2 separate regions of the Sus scrofa genome follow, and region 2 is linked to region 1. A link is a contact called in public HiChIP or PLAC-seq data. All regions are on one chromosome and are shown on one strand. Each heading gives the region's core, a stretch centred on a gene start, on an enhancer-like site or on the middle of the called end of the contact. The rest is flanking DNA. Distances are from core to core; before and after follow the strand shown. Region 1 holds the start of STK38L (serine/threonine-protein kinase 38-like). Region 2 overlaps STK38L (serine/threonine-protein kinase 38-like).

Region 1 (4,441 bases), core at 1,113-3,612:
TTTCATTCAAAAAGTCTATGGTGCTTTTAATATAAAAATACAGCAGCATAATCTCTGCATATGTCAAGTTTACCTAATCATAACTTGCCCATCTGCTGATTTTAATGTAATCTTGGGGGTGCTGGAGGACAATATGCTAGATTGATTCACTCTCCACTGTTTATGTAAAATAAAATGATTTTAACATTACATTGAGATGCAGATCTCTCTGGCTTTGATTTGCGCCCTCTTTTCTCTCTCAAAAGAGTGCCACACACATGCAAAAAAGCTTCCGACTTTTACAAGATCACTGGAAAACACCTTCCAAAGAGTTATCCAATTTCGCTAACATAATGATCTTGCCCTTACTTTGAGGGGACGGAACTTTTCTGAAAACAAATGGCTGAGTTGAGTCCATGGCTTTGTCACCATTTTCTACAAAGCACAATTCTTCCTTTGTTTTTATAGTGTCCTACCTTTTGAAATTAATTTTTTCGGCATAAAAATGGCTGAGGACTCCTTTTTATTTGCTCATTGGTCTCTATCCTTTGATTTACTCTGAAACAAACTCAAAATCAAAAGACTAAAAGAAGAACGGCACTCATTTAATGTGGTTTTTCTAAGTCTAATTTTTTTTCATTCCCCATGGCAGGGCGTTTTAAAGGATTACAAAAACTACACCCAATTTACTTCTCATTCTAAATATATCCCAACCAAATGGGAAATATTATCAGCCATCTTAACGAGGAGAACACCACAAAGCTAAGCCAGATCAAATTAAAAAAAAAAAAATTATGCATTGTACTTCCTTTGAGATCAGGATATTTTTACACAAAATTACTTTAATGAACCTTTGCAATGAGCAAATATCATCATACTTTAACGTTCTATTTTGGACTAACTTCTCTTCCATCAAATAGTCACAAGAGTGGCTAATTCACATACAATACCTCCCAGCTACTGGGTAGAGACTATAATAAACTTAATTGTTTTATATATCCTGAGGCAATACAAAGAAAGGCCAAACACAAAGAGGTTGCCAGTATCTATATGCATTTACGATTGAGACAAAGAACTTTGAAAAACCTTCCCTCCGTAAGGAAACTGAGCTTAAACAACAATAGACCCTGCCTCAAAGTAGGGAGACCTAACAAGCTTAAGCCCCCACCCCACTCACAGCCCCCAAAAGACAAGGTCTCTCTCCCATCTTACAGCTAGGAGACATAAAGTAAAACGCTTAAAAGTTGTTTCCTCAGATTTTAGTAGTTAGTAATAAAGCTATTACTCCGGCCACCTTTCCCGAGCAACTGGCTTCTATCAAAACTTATCACAAGTTTCATGAAATAGACAAGAGCTTTGGTTCTGCATTTTATCAAGTGAGGAACGGCAGCATCACCCTTTGGACATCCACTACTTCTAGCACCACCAGCTCTCCCGCCCCCCTCCTATTTCTTTTTATACTTTTCTTCCAAACTAAGGACCAGAAAAGCGGCCCCACAAAAGTAGCAACAGTAAACGGGAGGCCACCGCTTTTGAAAATAAACTTTTGTTCTTTTGCTATCAACCTGGCAACTTTTTAAAGGTGAAATGTCTCCTACTCAATCGGGTAGAGTCTTTCCTCTTCTCATACCAAACAAGCACTCGTTTGTCCCCGATAGCAAAGGTGAAAAAAAGGGTTGGGAGAAAACGATATTGAAAAGAAGGGTCTAGGGTTCCAGTGGCAGATTCCGAGACCGGTTTTGAACACTGTGGCTTCTGGGAGCTGGGCGGCTTTACAGTGTCTGAGAAATGTTTAGCAATCTGACGCATCAGTTTTTAGGAATGGTACACAAACAGCCCCCACAATCTAAGAGCTATGCCCAGAATCCTTCCCCTCAGTGGCACCAGCTGGAAGGCACGGGACGGGAAAGCTGGGGATACAGGAGAGGATCCGCGACATTTGTTATTGTTTACGAAGCCCAGGCAGGGACGGGGAGCAGGGTGCTCGGGGGCAGAGGCGTGGAAGGGGAAAGGAGCAGGGAAGGACAAAGATTCCTCCCTGGGATCAAGGCCACCTCTCCGGACACCTGGGGCCAGTAGCACTCCAGGGAACAAGAGGGCCAAGGCCGTCGCTGGAGCTTCACCGGAGGCATTTCCAGCCGCGAAATGAGCCCGTCTTTCCCTGGACACCCAAAGACACATAAAATCTCCTGCTCCGCTCACAGAGTTGGGGCTGGCACAGCGAGACGAGCCCCCCAGCGCCTGCCGCCTCAAAGCGCCGCATCCCCACACTCACCTGCCTCCGGTCGCGCCCGCGGCCGGCTCAGCCTCCGCACGGACCGCAACCGGCCCGGCGCCGTCCGCTCCCTGCTGCCCGCTCCGCCCTCGCCCCGCCCCCAGGAGGTGGGACCCGCCGCCGCTGCCGCGCCGGAATCTCGGGGTGGCCTCCTTGAACTCTCGCGAGCCCTCCCTGCTCGGCTTCTTGGTGGCTGGGCCGGTCCGAATCGGTCCTGACGTCATACGCACCACAGCCGGAAGTAGTCTTCTGTCGTCAACACCGCCCCCCGCCCCACCCCATCCACCTGCGCCTGGCGGTGGAGTTGTTTGAATGGTCACCGATTCCTCTCATCAGCCTCATCTCACTTCCCTCTACTCTGCCCAGAGCTAGTTCAGGCCACTCTTGGGAGTGGCCCTGTGTGTTGCTACATTAGTCACGTATTCTAAATGTCAACAGTTTTTCTTGATGCTTCACTATGCAATGCGAATGATAGAGATGGAAAGTGGCTTAGAGATAATTTTAGTGATTTGGGGGAACATTTTGCAGAGTAGGACAATGTGGTCAACAAAACTGGACTGACTGATCAAGCTGCCTAGTTAGTAGCTGTGAGATCTAGAAGCCACTCAGGTTTCTTGACCCTTTTCCATTTCACCATGACTCTAACAACTTGAGAGAGATTCGCATTTGGAAAAGCTGCCAAAAAACTCTGTGACATACATGAAAAACTTGCTCGAGTTATCTTGCTTGGGGAAAATCTTAAAATAACTGACAATACTGGGTTGCTTATTTAGGATAAGAAAACTATGAGAAAAATCACCATCCTGTAGTGTGCCTCAGAAAAGATGTTTGGGAGGATGATGCATTTGAGCTTAGGGAGAAAACTTACTGGACAAGCCAATGAAGAGACTCATTCCTAATTATCATTGAAAAATTTATCTTCTATCTGAATATTAGAGATTTTATAAAATACCATTAACTTTTAGACTGTTAAGACAATATGCAAAGCTGGCATTGTGCTTGCAGAAAATATAATTCAGAGATGCCAACCATTATCTTTAGTTTTGATGAGGGTAGGCAACGCACGTGAAAGACTTAGAGAAGAATCATAATATCATTTCTTTTTTTTACACTCTGCTTTCTCATATATACCTTGATAGTGGAAAAAGCACTATGTTGTCTGGTAATTAGTGTGTTCTTGAAGAAATCAGTTCTTCCTACATCATATGGTCATTTTAAGACACAAATGACAGTTGACATACGTGAAAATAAGAGGTTTAATTATAATCAAACATGCTTGACAGATGCCTGCACCCCATTCTCCCTCTAGTGCATACATACTAATTCAAGTGTGGTAGGATTGGAAACAGTTTATGGAGTATCCTATAGCAAGTTTATATTTTCAAATATGCCATAATATTTTCATAGCACTAGAGGAATGTGTAGGGTATTAGACTAGGGTAATGTGGGGCAGGGTACATCTTCAACTTCCAATTTCTAAATTGAGGCCATTCCAAACAAATTCCCCCAGGTTGTTGAAGGTGCCTGACCTGAATCAAATTAGAGCCAAGTGCCCTTTTGGAAGTTTGGTGAAATCTATAGGCCCTTTTGCAGAATAGTGTTTTTAAATGCATAAAAGAAACTACCTAGGGCTATAAAGGAAATTGCTTATATTAATATACAATTATTAAAATACCAAAAAATGAGTTTTTGTTATAGCTCTGTTGTAGGCAGCTCTTAAGATGACTCCCAGTAATCCTTACCTTCCAATATTTCCATCTTGCACAAACCGCTCCTGAGTGTGGGGTAAACCTAGTGATTTGGTTTTGAAAAAGAGAATACAGCAAAAATGAAGGGATGTCACTTCCATGTTAGGTTACAAAAGACTCTTGCTTCCATCTTGTTCATCCTCTCTTGCTCTATTTCTTACATACTCTGATGGAAACCAGCTGTCATGCTGTCCCCTGTCTCATGGAGAGGTCCATGTGGCAAAGAACAAAGCAAGGTCTTCAAGGAATTGAGGCACTCAGTCCAACAACCCAAGAGAAACTGAATCATACTCACAACCTCATAAGTAAGCCTGGAAGCAGATTCTTTTCCAGTGGAACCGTGAGATGACTGTAGCCCGAGGCGACATCTTGGTTGCAGCCTGGTAAAGAACACTGAGCTAACAGACATGGCTAATCTTACCTGATTGCTTGTCCACAG
Region 2 (4,441 bases), core at 536-3,035, 38 kb before region 1:
TCCTTCTTGGTGTTGGCCCTTGGCTGGCTGGGGGAGCAGCAATGTCTTCAGAAGGGAGCTGCTCCTTCTTCCCCTCTAATGTGGTCTTTCTTCATCTCTGTAGTCCCAGGGGGGTGTGTCAGCATCACCCGTGGGTTCTTGGATTTTCACATTGGGGTTTGGTCTATAGGTAATCACTAGTTGGTACTCTTGTGAGGAGGAAGGAAGTTATGAATAACCTGTGTCACTATCTTGATGATACCATTCACTGGGCTTATGTTAACTTGTAAGGATATTATCCTTTCTGGTAGGGAACATAGCACTTTGTATGAAGAATTTTAAAGGTTTTTTTTAATCTTTTGACATAAAAAATTCCACCTTCGGGAATCTATGCTAAGAAAATAATCAAAATCACTGCAAAGATCTTTAGAGTTTTTTTCTTACTCAAAGCCCATTACTTAAAATAATAAATAAATGTTTAAAACTAGGTGAAGTGGCTGATGGAATATGATAGCATGAAATAGCATAGAAATAATACTGAAGAAAATTTATCCTCCAAAATTTAAGAAAATAAGAAATAATAAGTAAACAGGATACAAAGTTCTATTTTCAGGTAATATATAGATATTCCATGTGGCTCGGCAGTTACAAACCCGACTAGTATCCATGAGGATATGGGTTCGATCCCTGGTCTTGCTCAGTGGGTTGAGGATCCGGTGTTGCCGTGAGCTGTGGGTGTAGGTCAGAGACATGGCTCAGATCTGGCATTGCTGTGGCTGTGGCTATGGTCAGCAGCTGCAGCTCTGATTCAACCCCTAGCCTGGTAACTTCTACAAGCTGTGGGTGCAGCCCTAAAAAAAAAAAAAACAAAAACAAAAACAAAAAAACAAAAAAAAAAAGAACTCAACTATACAGAGGAAAAGGGGAGATAAATTATGGTGAAATACAGTGTGAAAGCATTGATGATTTAAATTTTACCCTTTATCAGTTTTTTGAATCTCCTAAGTTTTCAATAATGGGAAAACAATCATTTTTATAATAAGAAAAAAGGTAGTTAAGAGTGTTTGAGGGTGCAGGTAGGAATAGTAAAAGGGAACCAACTTGTACTCATCAGCCCACAGAGGTGGTCTCCTAAGAAACGCTGTACTTGAATTTTCTCCCTATGAACCAAATTCTCAGTTTTAGTTTAGAGTGGGATTATGAAGACAAGCAAAAAGAGTCTGAAGTCACGGAATAAAACTGAAGGCAAACCAGAAGACTAATGGGAATTCTGTTCCAAGTTATTCAGTCATATCTCACACTTCTTTTTAGGGAAACTTTTTTTTTTTTTTTTTTAGTGGCTCATACTGTGCATGTTTACAAGGGCTCAAACTGTCACTCTTTCCTCAAACAGCTTTTCTACTGGGGACTCAAAAGGCCCACATCGAAATCAAAAAGCAAGGCAGCACAAATCTCACCTAAACTGACTTCCGGTCTCATAAAAGATAAGGGAGCTACCCCTCCAAAATCACCAGAAGAGAGGAAATGAATGCTCTGGCTTTAAGAAGACCCCCACTTGCCTTTACTCTTTCTTTGCCTGTTTTAAGGGAGATAATACTGCCTGATGCAAAACACCAATACAACCCAAACTGCCTATTTAGTGGTAAAAGGTGAAGGTTTGGTGTGACAGGAAATAACCAATGAAAGGGCAAGGCAGGAAAACGATGAGTGGCGAGAGGTGGTGTGACAAGCTGGTGAAGGAAAGGGGAGGAGCAAGCTTTGGGAAGCAGCCTGAACACATAAATCCCTCAGCAGCCCAATTACAAAAAGTGTGGTCATCCCTACACTCTTGCCTTTCACTTTCCTAAAAGTAAGCTTCTAAGAGGAGAGAGAGAGGAAGAGAGGGGGGAGCCAATACTCACACACAAAATGAAACTTGAAAACAGACTTGAGATTAAGTGAGGATGTAAAATACCAGTTTCCCAAAATGACTTTAAAAATATAAACTCGTTTCAAATTTCCCATTCATTCAAAATACTGAAAGCTTCTACATCACTGAATAGCTTCAGGAGAGACCTAATGTAGATTTCTCCATTCTATCAATTTCTTCTATAGCTCTTAATTTTAATTTTATAATTATTGTGTTGATTTTTGTTGTTTCTTTTTAAATGAAAACTGCTCACTGAAAGAGAGCAGACCAATTTAACAACCTAAAAGCCAGAAGTGGCAAGCCTTTTTGAGAGCAAAGATCGGATTAGACTCAGATTAAAACATGGTATCGCCAAGCTTACAATTTCAAGATGTAGGTAGCTATGAGTGATGTTAGTTATTCTGAGTGATTTAAACTCTCCCAAGAGATTTTTTTGACCATTACCAGCGACCAGGGAAAACTGCTCCCAGCTAAAAGCAGACACACCATGTGACTCATCAGACTCAGATACTGTGTTTAAGGCAGAGATTACTTGACTTCTGCAACTGTGAGAAAATCCAGAATGTATCAACCTCATTAAGACACCAGAGAACAAAAAACTTTAAGGCAGGAGAAAACTTTTTTTAGTGCTAGTGACCTTTATAATTAATACCTGAACAGCTTAGAATATAAGTATCAAATAGGGCCATACTACTTTGTTGACCTGTGATCTTTAGAACACAGTTATGGTTTACTCGGAAAACAAATATAGGAGGGGGGAAAATGCCTCAAATGGAATAAAAAGTAAATAGTATGGGCTTTTTGTCATCAAGGATATCCTGTAATTCAAGTAAGTATACTGGCAAACCCTTCCATGAATCAGCTTATGAGTTCCATTCTGTTTGAACTGAACCCAGCATTTTTCAAGACTCCACTCACTAAAGGTCTCTGGTCACAAACTTAGTTCACCACCAGGCAAGACTGTTAGAACCCCCAAATTTGAAAACAGAAACTCTGTTATCTAGTCTATCACCCTCAATTTACAGATGTGAAGCCCACAGTCACTTGGCTACTTGATGGAAACTCCTGGTCTAGAACCGGTCACTCACCCTTCAGGTGGCGCTCCCAAGCCAGCTGGAGAGTCCACAGTGCAGCGGCAGCTCTGCCAGGCTGAACGGCCCCCGCAGAGATGCTGCCCATCAGAACACTGACAGCAGGTCAGTCCTGGACTACACTGGTGCCTACCTGCTCTGTCACTGACGTCTGTATCCAACACTAAATCACTGCTTCCTCTATTTGGTTTACGGATCTGTGGATCAAATAACTCGTTTCTGCCAGCTCTTCAGATGACTGAAGAATGACACTTGTACCCCAAACTTTCTGGAAACCACAGTACTGTGATCAAAGGCTTCTTGAAGGCTATCAGGACTGTGATTCCAGAAGTTAGTCACCAATGAGTAATGCAGATTTAGCTCGGGACCATACCTCTAATTATTTCCTTATGAAATTATGCCCCAAAGTGAGGTTCTCAAAGCCATATATTCTGCACTTCCTTGACCAAGACATCTGAGTATGAGGGCAGACCTAAGTGTACAAATATTCAGGTCCCTGGAATTTGCCATAGGTGTTCTACAGCAGATGAAATAAGGTTTCTAAAATATAAAAATGCACTATTTTTCCCCAAACTGGAAATGTCTTTTTTCTTTTTATGAAAGTAAAATATATTCCACGTAAAAATGTGAATATCTAGAAGCATATAAAATTGCAAAGTGACACTGACCTCACCATCCTACTTCCCATAATATCTGGTTTTAACTGTTGGTGACAGACTGGAGTTAGACTGCCTGGATTAAATTCTGGCTCTGCCATTTACAAACTATAAGACCTCCCAGGATATCAAGGTCCTTATCTACAAAACAGAGACAATGACAGCAGTGAGAATTATTAACTAGGGTTAATTAAGTACACAAAGTATAGGTATTGTTCCAAACACACTCAAAACCTATGAACCCATTTTAATAAAATAGTTGATTAATTATGTGTTAAAGCACTTAGAACAGTGCCTGTGATTTAGCTGAGTGCTCATTAGATGTTAACTGTTATGTCCTTCCAAAATGTTAATGCCCATATAAAAACACATACACACAGTTTTAACATAAACGGGTTTACATAAACTCTTCTGTATCTTATTTTTCCCTTAGTACCTTGCAGACATCCTTTGATGTTAATATAAACAGATCCAACTTAATCATTCTTAAGCAACACATAGTAATAATATTTTCTAATATGCAATGGATCATTTTGTGTTAGACACTGTGCTTTGTGTATCACCTCACTTAATCCTCATAAGATCCCTAAAATGTGTGTGCTGTTATTATTGCTATCAGAGAGGAGGGAGGTGAGACTTAGCTGGAGTAAGTAACTTGCCCAAGATTGTACAGTTAAACACAGTGGAACCAAGATTTGAACTAAGGTTCCCTTAGTTGCATGGCACACTCTGTTTTCCAACCGATGTCCACTAACAGATGTTTAAATGTTTTCCATTTAGGGGGAGGGTATTTTAGTAATGCTGCA

What was found. HiChIP or PLAC-seq counts read pairs in DNA pulled down with a chosen protein or histone mark.
Region 2: an H3K27ac HiChIP or PLAC-seq map of alveolar macrophages shows a contact between it and region 1. The contact joins the enhancer-like site here to the promoter of STK38L in region 1. A contact is called at or near these places in 1 of 5 promoter capture datasets (fetal liver), 7 of 47 Hi-C or Micro-C datasets (alveolar macrophages, blood, embryonic fibroblasts and 3 more) and 2 of 2 datasets of contacts at active chromatin or transcription factors (alveolar macrophages and skeletal muscle).

What each region holds. Positions count from the first base shown.
Region 1 is chr5:46,572,354-46,576,794 of Sscrofa11.1, forward strand. It overlaps STK38L (serine/threonine-protein kinase 38-like), which reads right to left and starts at 2,363. Exons shown (of 15, transcript XM_021092164.1): 1 at 2,255-2,363.
Region 2 is chr5:46,535,091-46,539,531 of Sscrofa11.1, forward strand. All of the region lies in intron 2 of STK38L (serine/threonine-protein kinase 38-like), which reads right to left. Among named protein-coding and RNA genes, the nearest start is that of STK38L, 37 kb to the right of the region's middle. Within about 2 kb of position 1,786, at least 21 of the 83 cell types and tissues checked have an H3K27ac peak or open chromatin away from gene starts, as enhancers often do. A contact at or near this core is called in alveolar macrophages, where this site is marked.